Linked DNA regions of Mus musculus: region 2 is linked to region 1. Evidence: chromatin contacts called from public HiChIP or PLAC-seq data. All regions are on one chromosome and are shown on one strand. Each heading gives the region's core, a stretch centred on a gene start, on an enhancer-like site or on the middle of the called end of the contact. The rest is flanking DNA. Distances are from core to core; before and after follow the strand shown.

Region 1 (6,080 bases), core at 2,303-4,802:
CGAGAAGAAAACAATTCAATGGAACAGTACATACTGTACCTCAGACCATAACTGTTATTCCTACACACATTTCCACAGGGAGTAACGGGTTACCATCTATCTTACAGACATGCCAAATTGTTGGTCAGCCAGGTCTGGTCCTTACTCAAGTAGCTGGAACAAACACCTTGCCAGTAACAGCACCCATTGCCCTGACAGTGGCAGGGGTTCCAAATCAAACAAATGTACAAAAGAGCCAAGTGCCTGCTGCTCAGCCTGCTACAGACACAAAACCAGCCACAGCAGCAGTTCCATCCTCGCCAAGTGTCAGACCTGAAGCTGCACTAGTGAACCCAGATTCATTTGGTATTCGGGCCAAAAAGACTAAAGAGCAGCTGGCAGAACTGAAAGTTAGCTACCTAAAAAATCAGTTTCCCCATGACTCAGAGATCATCAGGCTTATGAAAATAACAGGCCTTACCAAAGGCGAGATTAAAAAATGGTTTAGTGATACAAGGTACAACCAGAGAAATTCAAAGAGTAACCAGTGCTTACATCTCAACAATGACTCCTCTGCCACTATCATCATAGACTCCAGTGATGAAACCCCAGAACCCCCAGCGGCAGCTGCTTCACAGCAGAAACAGTCCTGGAATCCCTTTCCTGACTTTGCTCCCCAGAAGTTTAAAGAGAAAACTGCAGAGCAACTCCGTGCCCTTCAGGCAAGTTTTCTCAACAGTTCTGTACTTACTGATGAAGAAGTAAATAGGTTAAGAGCGCAAACCAAACTTACTAGAAGAGAAATTGATGCTTGGTTTACAGAGAAAAATAAAACAAAAGCTTTAAAGGATGAGAAAATAGAAGTAGATGAAAGTAATGTAGGTAGTTCCAAAGAAGAGCCTGGAGAAAGTTCTCCTGGAGATGAAACAGTTGCACCTAAGTCAGGAGGGACAGGCAAGATATGTAAGAAAACACCAGAGCAGCTGCACATGCTTAAAAGTGCATTTGTCCGAACACAGTGGCCATCAGCAGAAGAGTATGACAAGCTGGCTGAAGAGAGTGGCCTTGCCAGAACAGATATAGTTAGTTGGTTTGGGGATACCCGTTATGCTTGGAAGAATGGAAACTTGAAATGGTATTACTACTATCAAAGCTCCAATTCAAGTAGTTTGAATGGTCTATCTTCCCTTAGGAGAAGAGGGAGAGGCAGACCCAAAGGAAGGGGCAGGGGCAGACCACGTGGTCGGCCCAGAGGTGGAAAAAGAATGAACACCTGGGACAGGGTACCATCGCTTATAAAGTTTAAAACTGGAACAGCAATACTTAAGGATTATTACCTGAAGCACAAATTTCTTAATGAGCAAGACCTTGATGAACTTGTCAACAGATCACACATGGGTTATGAGCAGGTCAGAGAGTGGTTTGCAGAAAGACAGAGAAGATCTGAGTTAGGTATAGAATTATTTGAGGAAAATGAGGAGGAAGATGAAGTTGTTGATGATCAGGAAGAAGATGAAGAAGAAACAGATGATAGTGACACTTGGGAACCCCCACGACATGTGAAGCGGAAGCTTTCTAAATCGGATGACTGAAATGTAAGTGTTTAAGCCTTCATGTTTATCATCATATACATGTTTTAAAAGCTATCTTATTGGTTCACTCATCTTCACGTGTGTGTGTGTGTGTGTGCGTGCGTGCATGCATGTATGTGTGTGCATGTGTAGGCCAGAGGCTGATACTGTCTTCCTCTATTGCTCTCTGCCATAGTTTTGGGACAGCATCTTTCTGAATCTGAAGCTCACTGATTTAGCAATACTAGGTGTTCAGGGACCTCCAAAAGCTCCAAGGATCCACCTCTTGCTACATCTTCAGTAGGAATAGAGGTGTGCACTGCTGTGCCTGGCTCTTATGAGGGACCTTGGATCTGAACTCAGGTTTGCATATTTTTATGCAAGCACTTTGGTGACTTGAGCCATCTCCCTAGCCCTTATCTTTACTTCCACTAAGTTTTTTAAAAACTATTTTTTTCTAATAAGAGGACTAGTTAGGTATAGTCATGCCACTAGTCATGACATGTATTATTATTATGTGTAGCTTGATTATTGTATAGGGTTTACTGTTCTAATGTCCCTTTAATTATTTATTTTCCATATAAAACATTTTAGTTTGTTTCAAAGAAAAGGAAGAAGGGAAACAGAAAACAAACAGTAAAGGTAACTAAAAAGTATTTCTTGTAACCTCCTCTCTACTAATGCTTCATTTTTGTCTATGTAAGGAAACAATTTTTTTAAAAAAGCTAAAAATAAGGGCAAGTATACTGAAGGGAGAGAGCACAGCACAAGGGCACATGGGCTTGAGGAGACTGAAATAAAAGTAGGTGCTTTGTTTCTCCTTGTTGGCTCTCAAAATGCTATCCGACTTTTAATAGAGTTTAAGATGTATTGCACGCTCAGTATCATTTTCTGTTAAAAGGCAAAGGCCTAGTCTAGGTCCTGTATCAACTCACCAGTGCTTAGGTGGCATCTGTTTTTGAGTAACTACAATATAATTTTTTGTCCTAAATCAAAAGTCAGATAAGAGATTTCATATTTGATATAAATTAACTCAGTCACCTAAAATATCTTTTGCTCTTTGGGATAAGATAAACTTCCTTTATTGTAAGTACTTTGTTTGGTTAAAAAAAATTTCCTGCCGGATGTGGCTTCATATTCCCATAATCCTAACATTAAGAAACTGAGGCAGGAGGAGTTCAAGTTTGAGGCTAGCCTGGGCTACATAGCAAGATCCTCTCTTAAAACAATATAAAATCTTCATAGTGCAAATGAATACAGTTTAACTAAAAGTTTTGGCATGATCCTTAATAGATTGTAGATTAAATAAAAAATTTACTATAGTTGCAGGTAGTTACCTAAAGTTAGGCTTCAGTTCTTTGTATGTGAGTTTGAATACTGGGGAGTGAGCTAGGGGATTGTTTATGCCAGGCAAGCATTCTAGCACTAAGCTACATTCTCAGCCCAGAACTTCAATTCTTAATTCTTTTGGAATTCAGGAACATGGTTTTATTCTTTTCTGTTCTTTGTTTGGGGAATATTCCAGAATAAAAACACATTGTTTTGAAAACAGTTTAGTTGTCATGAAATGCCTGTGTTTGTCTCTCTGTAGCTCAAATCGCATCTAGTCAGCAATTGCTGTTGTGTTTTAAATCACTGAGTGAGGGAGGGGCATAGACTCTTATTATTATTTTGTATGTGAGCATAGGTACTTATTTCCTTGACTTCTTTCCTCTCTAACCTACATGCGTACTCGTTTATTCTACACAGTATTTTCTTAATCCTCGGGAGGCATCTTCCTGGCTTGTTTATTTTAGCAATTATTTATAGAGACCTTAATAAATGCTACACACTTGTCTCGCTTATTAACAGTTCCTTCCCAGTTTCTTATCACTAACATCCCTAAGACAGAAATCAGATGGAATGAAGCTTTGCTTATTTCATCAACAGTCTAAGTCTCATTGCAGGCCAGAGACTAGCATGTCATCATTTTAAGTCACAAGAAGCTCAAGAGTTTTGTAGCATTATCCTGAAATCTAGCCCTCCACTTCCTCATGTCAGAGACTTCACCACAGGCTTTGTTCTGACCCAGATGCATAAAATATTTGTAGCAGGCTTTTTTTTTTTTTAATTGCTAAACACAAGAACATGTCTTCCGCCAAGATTACATCAACAAATTTGTTGCTGCAGTGAATTGTTGCAGCCTTTGCAGTCATTTTCTGGGGAGTGGTAATCATCTAAAAATAGGTGAAATTTTCCACACTGTTTACTTGGATCTGACTTTCACTTATATAATAACACAGTTACAGATACTGATTATAGTCATAAAATTCACTTAAGTCTGGTTTTAAGACTTTATGCTGTATGTAGTATATGTGTCCTTTGCTTTTAAAACACAAAGAAGCCAGGGCTGGGAAAGCAGTTCAGTAGATAAAGCATTTGCCTGAGTTCAGACCCCAGCACCTGTTCTGCAGGCACAGTACTAGTAACCCCAGCGCTGAGGAGAGATAGATGGTGGAGAGATGTACACCTGGAGCTCACTGGCCACCTAGTGTAGCTGTATCAGAGACTTGCTGGCTTGTCTCTGAAACTAAGGCAAAAATCAGCTGAAGAACACATCCCCCCACACACACCTACCAATGGCTGGCACACGTGCACCCTCCCATGAATCTATGCAGAGCATATAGTTCATATATACATTTTTTTTTTTTTTTGGTTTTTCGAGACAGGGTTTCTCTGTGTAGCCCTGGCTGTCCTGGAACTCACTTTGTAGACCAGGCTGGCCTCGAACTCAGAAATCCAACTGCCTCTGCCTCCCAAGTGCTGGGATTAAAGGCGTGCACCACGACGCCCGACATTCATATATACAATTTAAGAAATACTTGGAAATGTAAAATTATAAACCACATCAATTAGCATGTTATAATTCATTTAACAAGATAATTCTCACAAAACTATTCAGTATAGGTTTCCTCTTAAAAGTTTTATTTAAATGATTTAGCTTACAAAAACCAAACCGTCCCAAAATATTGCAACTAGGCAAAGAAAACCACAGAAGACAGATATAAAAGTAGTTCCTCTTTTACAACCCAGAACTCATTGTTTAATATGAACTTTGATGAATATACAAAGGAATATGATAAAAAGATACTGCAGAACACAAAACAAATATAACTTTTGTACAAGTTAGCCTTGTGTACAAGCAGAAATACTATAAATTGTTAGACTTCATGTTACAAATACCGACAATGAAATATCTTCCTCCTAATAATTTTATACATGCTTACAGAAAGGCGTATGTCTAAAAGCAAATGTGGCACATGAGGAACACACACATGGTTTACACAAACTGCACTGTGAGTGATTGCAATGTTAAAGAGAACGCAGAATGCACTAATGCTAGCTGGTTATTTATTCTAAAAGCAGAAATTAAAATGTGGTTGTCTTTAAAATTTTAGGGTTTTGTTTGTTTTTCTTTTATAGCTACTTAAAATTCTGAAGGAGAATAAGTTCTTCAACTCAAGATCTCTGAATTACTGTGAATGGGCCCAACTAATCCTGATGACACTGAAAATGCTTTGGGGCATACATACTCTCAAAACAGAATCCAATGTCCAAAAGAAATGGAACTTGATGTTGTGCCAAAGTCAAACTGCTGCAGTCGGGGGAAGTTCCGCAATGTATATAGAGCGCTAATTAAAACACACCTGTAAAAAATGAAATTTTAATACAGTCCATTTTTATTCTGACAGGATGGAAACCTTGTGAATCTTTGACTTTCTAAGGGGTTAATGACCACTAGAGCTTGTCCTCACATCTAGTCCAGCTTACTGCTGTGTAAGATGGGCTGTATTACCTGTATTCTTTGACGTGATTAAGCTTACAGCTTTGAGTGACCAAACATTTTACAGAGTAAAAGTTGTTAGAAATGAAAGAGGAGAACCAAACCCTACTTTACTTCTGTGTCTTATTTATCAGGTCCTACACCAAAATTCCACAGTTTGCAGTGTGCCTGTGCCTGTTATGTTAGGACAGGAAGACCTGTGGTCTTGCTGGCCTTCATGACTAGACCCTCCACTGAACACTGTCTCCATTTGTAGCACTGTGTGACTCCTCTGTCAGATCCGACTTGCTTTTTACTAAACTGAAGATACTACCCCAAAGGGAGAAAGAACTTAGCAGAGAGACTCTTAATACTGTTCCAAGTGTAAAACAGTCCACAGTAAAATACATGTGGTGCGCTTTCTCACGGGCGCCAGACAGGCTCAGGGCAGAGTTTGCAGGAATACTTTTCATGAAATTCTACCTTGTAGTAACAATTTCAGTGAACAGAGAAAAAGAATTCGGAACCTAACATGTTAAAAATTACCTTTTCGTGTAAGAATCGGGGCTTTTTAACGGTAAGTATGTCGCAGCAGAAGACAGAGTTCCTACTGACTTGTCACTAGCCTGGTGCTGATGTCGTGTTGGGAAGGACCCTTTCTGTTGTGATCATAGGACCACTTTTCAATCTGTGCTTTCCTCACAGGACAAATTGTCAGTTTTATTAGA
Region 2 (6,080 bases), core at 1,704-4,203, 85 kb before region 1:
CCCACATTTGTCTTGAACTTACTGTGTAGTCAAGAATGGCCTTGACATATCCTCCTTGCTCTCTCTACCTCCTGAGTGCTAGAATTGCTGGCACATTATCACACCTAGACACCTAGACTTTGGACATAAGTAGCAGATTCTACCAGTTAATAGATATGTGCCCTTGAGCAGAGCTTCTGCAACATCCTCCCCATGCCTGTTTCCACATCTGTAAAACTGAGGTTAAAAATAGGTTTGCTACAAGGATTGAGTTTGTCTATATGATGAACTTAGTAGTTGCCGGCACATAATCATGTAAGTTACCATTAGTTACTTGAAGTATAGTCCTCCCAAAGAGACTTCAACAGTCAGTTGTGACTTTCCTGACGATTCCATTAGAAAGGAATGGCTCTTCCTTTAAGGGCCATTGAGAGACTTCTGGATTGTAAAAGACAAACATTGACAGATCTTTTTAGTGAATGTTCTGCGGGGAGGGGATGTCAGAGCCTATCAATGTTGACAAAAACAAATCTCCTGCCAGTGTTTAGCTTTCCCAAGCAGTAGTGTTAATAGGGGCAGGAGAACCGACAGGAATTCATCTTACTGATACAACTGCTAGAAACTATGTTAATGTTTTGTCAGGTCTCTTAAAGCAGAGGTTACTATGTTGCTATCACGTGAGCAAAGTCTAAGCATTAGGCCTGGCATAGATCCTTTTTTTGGGGGGGGGGGGTTACTGATGGCTGGAGATGTAGATCCGTTGGTAGAATGTTTGCCCTTCATGCAAGAAACACTTGATTTGGGCTGGAGAGATGGCTAGGCCGCTAAGAGCACTGACTGCTTTTCCGAAGGTCTTGGGTTCAAATCCCAGCAACCACATGGTGGCTCAGACCCATCCATAATAAGATCTGATGGCCTTTTCTGCAGTGTCTGAAGACAGCCAGTTATCACACTTGAAGCAGGTCCAGGTGGAGTCTGTTACACATAATAAATAAATAAATCTTAAAAGAAAGAAAGAAGGAAAGAAACTCTTGATTCAATCCCAGGCACCACATAAATGGTGTGATGGTACAGATGTGTAATTCAGCACTCAAGGGGTAGAAAACAGGAGTATTATAGATGAATATCAAGGTCCAACTAAATGCCCACTGGGATCTCCAGTTTCTTCTGCCTCAGAACAAAGAATTGAGACAGGGATATGTGGATAGTGGTAGAAACAGAAACTGCTACTACATACATACATACACACGTTTTGTTTTAGAAAAAAGTTTTTTTTGTGTGTAGTCTTATAAACCAGGCTGGCCTACTACTCATGAGATCCACCTGCCTCTGCCTCCTGAGTGCTGGGATTAAAGGCGTGAATGAACCACCACTGCCAGCTACAGAAACTGTTTATTAAGAGAGTACCTCAAATCAAAATGGGCCAGGGCTGGAAAGGTTAGAAGTTCAATGGAATCTGTTCCTATTGAATTGGGACATTTATATCTCTTGTTTAACAAAGCTTTTTATTTATTTATTTTTAATGCCAAATGGCCTCTGTATCAATTAAGAATGACAGAGGTGATTTATCTGTTACGTAGACAGCCACCCTGGGCTACTCCATGGTGATCTTGATGGCTTTGTTTGGGGCAGAGGTTGTCAGTCTTCCACCACCAGCTGCCACAGAGGGTCCTATCATCGGCCTTATGTCAGACCCAGAAGGTCTGAGAGATTTTTCTGCGGAGGAGGAATTCTGGGGAGCTGAGGTACCTTTGCAAGGCAGGGTAGAGCAGTCAACCCGTGTCCACAGTTTGGACTGGGCTCTGGCAGTGGGTGAGGGATGGGGTAGTTCTTTGCCAAGTGGCCAGTTAGCATCTGGGAAGCAGGTCCAGGTGGAGTCTGTTACTGCTCATCTTCCTCAGCTGAGGCTAGCAGAGCTGGTATTGTCTGCCGGGGGAAGCCATTTTCATGAAACACCTTAAAATGTCAGTCAGAAGCCGGGCGTGGTGGCACACGCCTTTAATCCCAGCACTTGGGAGGCAGAGACAGGCAGATTTCTGAGTTCGAGGCCAAGCCTGGTCTACAGAGTGAGTTCCAGGACAGCCAGGGTTATACAGAGAAACCCTGTCCCGAAAAACAAAACAAAACAAAAAAAAAATAAATAAATAAGTAAATAAATAAAATAAAAATGTCAGTCAGCAGATCTCTTTGAGGGGTTTGAGAGCCATCATATAATCTATTATGTATACCCCTAATTAAAAAAAAAATGTTGCATTTAATTACTTTTTTTACGCTTAACCTTGACAAAATAGACACAGCAAAAGCTTGTCTCTGTAAATGAATTACATTTGTACCTAGCACGACTACAAACCATTCTGAGCACAGGAAAGAATTTGATCATTTATAAGGTGACTGGCCATTAACTTTATGTCGTAATTACTTTACAAGTTAGCTTTTTTTTTTTTTAATCCCGGGTAAGTTTATATGACTCATTCTATCCCAATAGCTGTTGCCAGTTCTTTTAGCTGTCTTTAAGGACCATTATATTTTCTTTCTTTCGTGCAGTTTATTTTTGTTAGTTCATCAATAAAAACCTCTTCAAGTCTCAAAGTCAAACCTATCGGAGGCAAAGTGCTTGGTTTAAGGACCTTTTTTTTCTGGCGTTTGAAGCCTAGATGGCGGGAAGCCGCCGGCAGGGAGCCAAAGGGCCCTTCCGCCTCCACGCGCCAAAATTCCAAACAAGACGCTGCACCGCTCTCTCCGTCTCCTTCCACTGAGGGCGGAGAGCCGGAACTACAGCTGGAAGAACGACGTCGCAAATTCCTGTGAGGGGGCTCGACGCGGTTCGCTGGCGCCTCGGTTCGCGTCGGCTCCGGTTCCCGCGCTCTTCGGATTGGAGGAGAATTTCGGGTTCGTCGATCTGGGGGTGGGGTCAGGAGGCGTGGCCGGCGGCGGAGGGATTCGGCGCGCGTACGCTGCGGCCGCTGGGCGCGCAGTTTGTGGCGCCAGAATTCAGAGCGCGTGAGCGCCTGAGCAGCCTCCTCCGGAGCCAGGTTCTCCACTTCCCCCGCCTCGGGTTCCGGCTTCTGCAAGCGGGGCACCATGGTGGTCCTCCGCAGCAGCCTGGAGCTGCACAGTCGCTCCACCACCTCCTCGGCCACCGACTCTCTGGACCTGTCCAGTGAGTTCCTCAGCCTGCAGGACAGCGGCGGGAGGCGGCCCAGATTGCGCCGAGCCGGGAGGAAATCGACGGCGTCCAAGGCGGCGGGCGTGAGTACCGACCTAGGGCGGGGAGCTTTGGGCCCCGGGTTGGAGACGCGCGCCCCGCTCTGGGGTAGTGGGCTGTCGTGGACCAGCGAGGTGGAAGGTTCTGGAAAGACAGAACTGGCTGGAAGCGGGCAGAGCAAGTTGGTCGCCACCTCTTTCTACGCAAGAGGAAACCTAGAGCCGAAGCGCTGCGTAGGGCCGAGCGGAGGAGCTTTGGGCCGACCTTGTGCTCCCCCCATCACCTCCTTCCCGGTTCCTTCCCCGGGTCGCGTCAGTCAGGGGAGTGCGAACCCCCTGACTGCTGGAGCGCGTGCACGGGAGCATCTTGAGTTGTGGGCCCAGACAGTAAAGAGTCCACTGACCTCCATGTACGGTCCAGGGAGGTTCCATCGTGAGACTCAAGCGAAGTAAAATATCAGGTTGCATAATATGGAGGGACGAACGGCGACATTGCGTGGTTGCACTTTAAGTCTCTTGACAAGCCTTAGAGGACCTTCTGGTTGGTGGTTATCGGTGTGACAGATGAAGACATGGGCTCCAGAAAGGTAAACAGAGAGTGGTAGACAGTTCTGGAATTGGAACTTCGGTTTTTTGTGCCTCCCACAGCTTTCCTTTTCTGGCAGCTTCATGCTGCATTTACAGTCTCTGTAGTGGGAGGTTTGCAAATGCTTCTTGCCCATCACTGGGACCAGTGCGGAGAGATTACACATCGCCCGGCTTCGGCGGTGGTGGAAGGGGGACAGCGGGGACAGCGTTCACCAAAAAGGTTGAGGTTGAGGAAGAAACACTAAAGTTTCCGAAACCGGTAGTGATGGTCCGGTTGCAGTGAGGGAGTAGGAAAACAGACGCGTAGCTGGTCAGGAGACTGGAAGTCTGATCAGGAGCGCTGCGCTGGGAGTGACACAGCAGTGTCCACTTAGTTCAGACAACCCTAATCTTGTATTGGCACTATATAAAGTGAATCACTTGTAGACAGACGTAGCTTCCTTGGGGACTGGGATGAAACAGTCTTCGTTTGTTTGCTTTGTTTTGGTTTGGTTTTTTTTTTTTTTTTTTTTTTTTTTTTTTTTTTTTTGAGACAGGGTTTCTCTGTGTAGCCCTGGCTGTCCTGGAACTCACTTTGTAGACCAGGCTGGCCTCGAACTCAGAAATCCGCTTGCTTCTGCCTCCTGAGTGCTGGTATCAAAGGCGTGCGTCACCACACCCGGCTTATATTTTTGAAATGAAGTCCTCCCTTCTATAAATCAAGGTATTTTTGTAGAGCTTCTAATTAGAGGCTAATTAGGGGTGTTATATCGGATTTTCCTCAAGGACGACAGATTCATATTACAAAACACCATCTATACCAAGCATAAAATAGCTTTGTATTTGAAAAGTTTTATAAACTGGGGGCTTTATATTTAGTCCCATGTAAGTAAAAATGTATGTTTCAAAAACTTAACTCTCAGCCAGGCGTGGTGGCGCACGCCTTTAATGAGGCCAGCCTGGTCTACAGAGTGAGTTCCAGGTCAGCCAGGGCTACACAGAAAAACCCTGTCTCCAAAATCAAAAAACAAAAAAACTTAACTCTCTGCTTACCCTAGTCTTTGAATATTTCTTAATTTCCAGTCACATATTTTTCAACAGATGGTAGAGATACAGATACAGATGGTACTTTGGATGGTAAAATTTATTCACTTTAAATTCATTATTGTGATTTTTCTTGGTTTAATGTTGGAGACAGACCTTAAATTCTGAAGGTATGGAGAGGGACCCATAACTACAATGTACCTTGTTTTAGTTTTGAAGGCAGTTCTGTCATTTCGACTTCAACAGGTTCTCATCTGCACTGACTAGATTTTTTTTTTTTATGTGGTAGTGGACCCTTAAGTTACCAATGTGTAGTGTTTGGTGAGTCATCACCCTCGTTACATTTTCTGGACAAACATGGAAATGACATGGAACACTACTTATTTATTGAGCCTGTTTATCAGTGTACATCTGGAGTCCACATCCCCTTTGTAGAAGATTTCTGGACTTCGCACACTTTCTTGAAGCCCATTCTATGGATGTACTTTTTTTTTTTTTTTTTTGGTTTGGTTTTTTGAGACAGGGTTTCTCTGTGTAGCCTGTCCTGGAACTCACTTTGTAGACCAGGCTGGCATATGACAGACATATGCAACCTTGGACTTCTGATCCTGCTGCTATGCCCCCACCCATACCCTTCCCATTCACATCACCCCAAGTGGTGGGATTGCGGGCAAGTGTCACCCACCATGTCAGGGAGTAAATCCTGTACTTGCAGTTTCATAGCCTGTTCGAATACTTGTGATAAAATAATTATTTTGATTTATTGTTTTGTGGGGAGATATAAAAATCATCCTGTACTAAAAGCAACTATTAACATAATCAGAGAACTATTAGCACCTAAATAAAGTTGGTCTTAACTAAAGTCAAACTTACAGCAGCTTTCTTCATTTATCTTAAAGGATGGATTCACAGTTAAGGGAGCTGAAACCTACCACAACACGCGCTCTTTAAGGTCTCTGAGAAACCAAGCACAAACTTCTTCAGAGTCTAGTTTTGACAAGAACGTGGACAGAACAGAGAAATACTCCAATGGCAGACATTTCACAAGGTAATACAAGAAAAACTGCTTGCTTTTATTTTATGTTTTTTCATTTTACATGACTTGTACATGCATGTACGTGTGTGTGGTAAGTATGTGGATGTGTGTGTGTGTGTGGGGGGGGTGCACTTGGAGGTTAGAGACTGATGTGGAGTGTCGTCCTTGATTGTTCTTTGTAGGAACTCTTGTGTACTTGCCCTGCCTCTGGCCTTTTACACTGTAGCCAGCACCCTATTTTTTCTTTCTT

Evidence for each region. HiChIP or PLAC-seq counts read pairs in DNA pulled down with a chosen protein or histone mark.
Region 2: an H3K4me3 HiChIP or PLAC-seq map of the SCID.adh cell line shows a contact between it and region 1, with 15 read pairs. The contact joins the promoter of Atad2 here to the enhancer-like site in region 1. A contact is called at or near these places in 4 of 39 promoter capture datasets (3T3-L1-derived adipocytes, fetal liver, hippocampal neurons and 1 more), 2 of 115 datasets of contacts at active chromatin or transcription factors (the SCID.adh cell line and embryonic stem cells) and 2 of 9 other capture datasets (adipose tissue and pancreatic islet).

Annotation. Positions count from the first base shown.
Region 1 is chr15:58,047,718-58,053,797 of GRCm38.p6, reverse strand. It overlaps Zhx1 (zinc fingers and homeoboxes 1), which reads left to right. Exons shown (of 4, transcript NM_009572.4): 3 at 1-1,574; 4 at 5,013-6,080. The coding sequence ends at 1,571. Among named protein-coding and RNA genes, the nearest start is that of Gm22299, 9.1 kb to the right of the region's middle. Within about 2 kb of position 3,552, at least 25 of the 459 cell types and tissues checked have an H3K27ac peak or open chromatin away from gene starts, as enhancers often do. A contact at or near this core is called in the SCID.adh cell line and adipose tissue, where this site is marked.
Region 2 is chr15:58,131,955-58,138,034 of GRCm38.p6, reverse strand. Atad2 (ATPase family, AAA domain containing 2) reads left to right here and starts at 2,953. Exons shown (of 28, transcript NM_027435.2): 1 at 2,953-3,228; 2 at 5,694-5,842. The coding sequence starts at 3,061.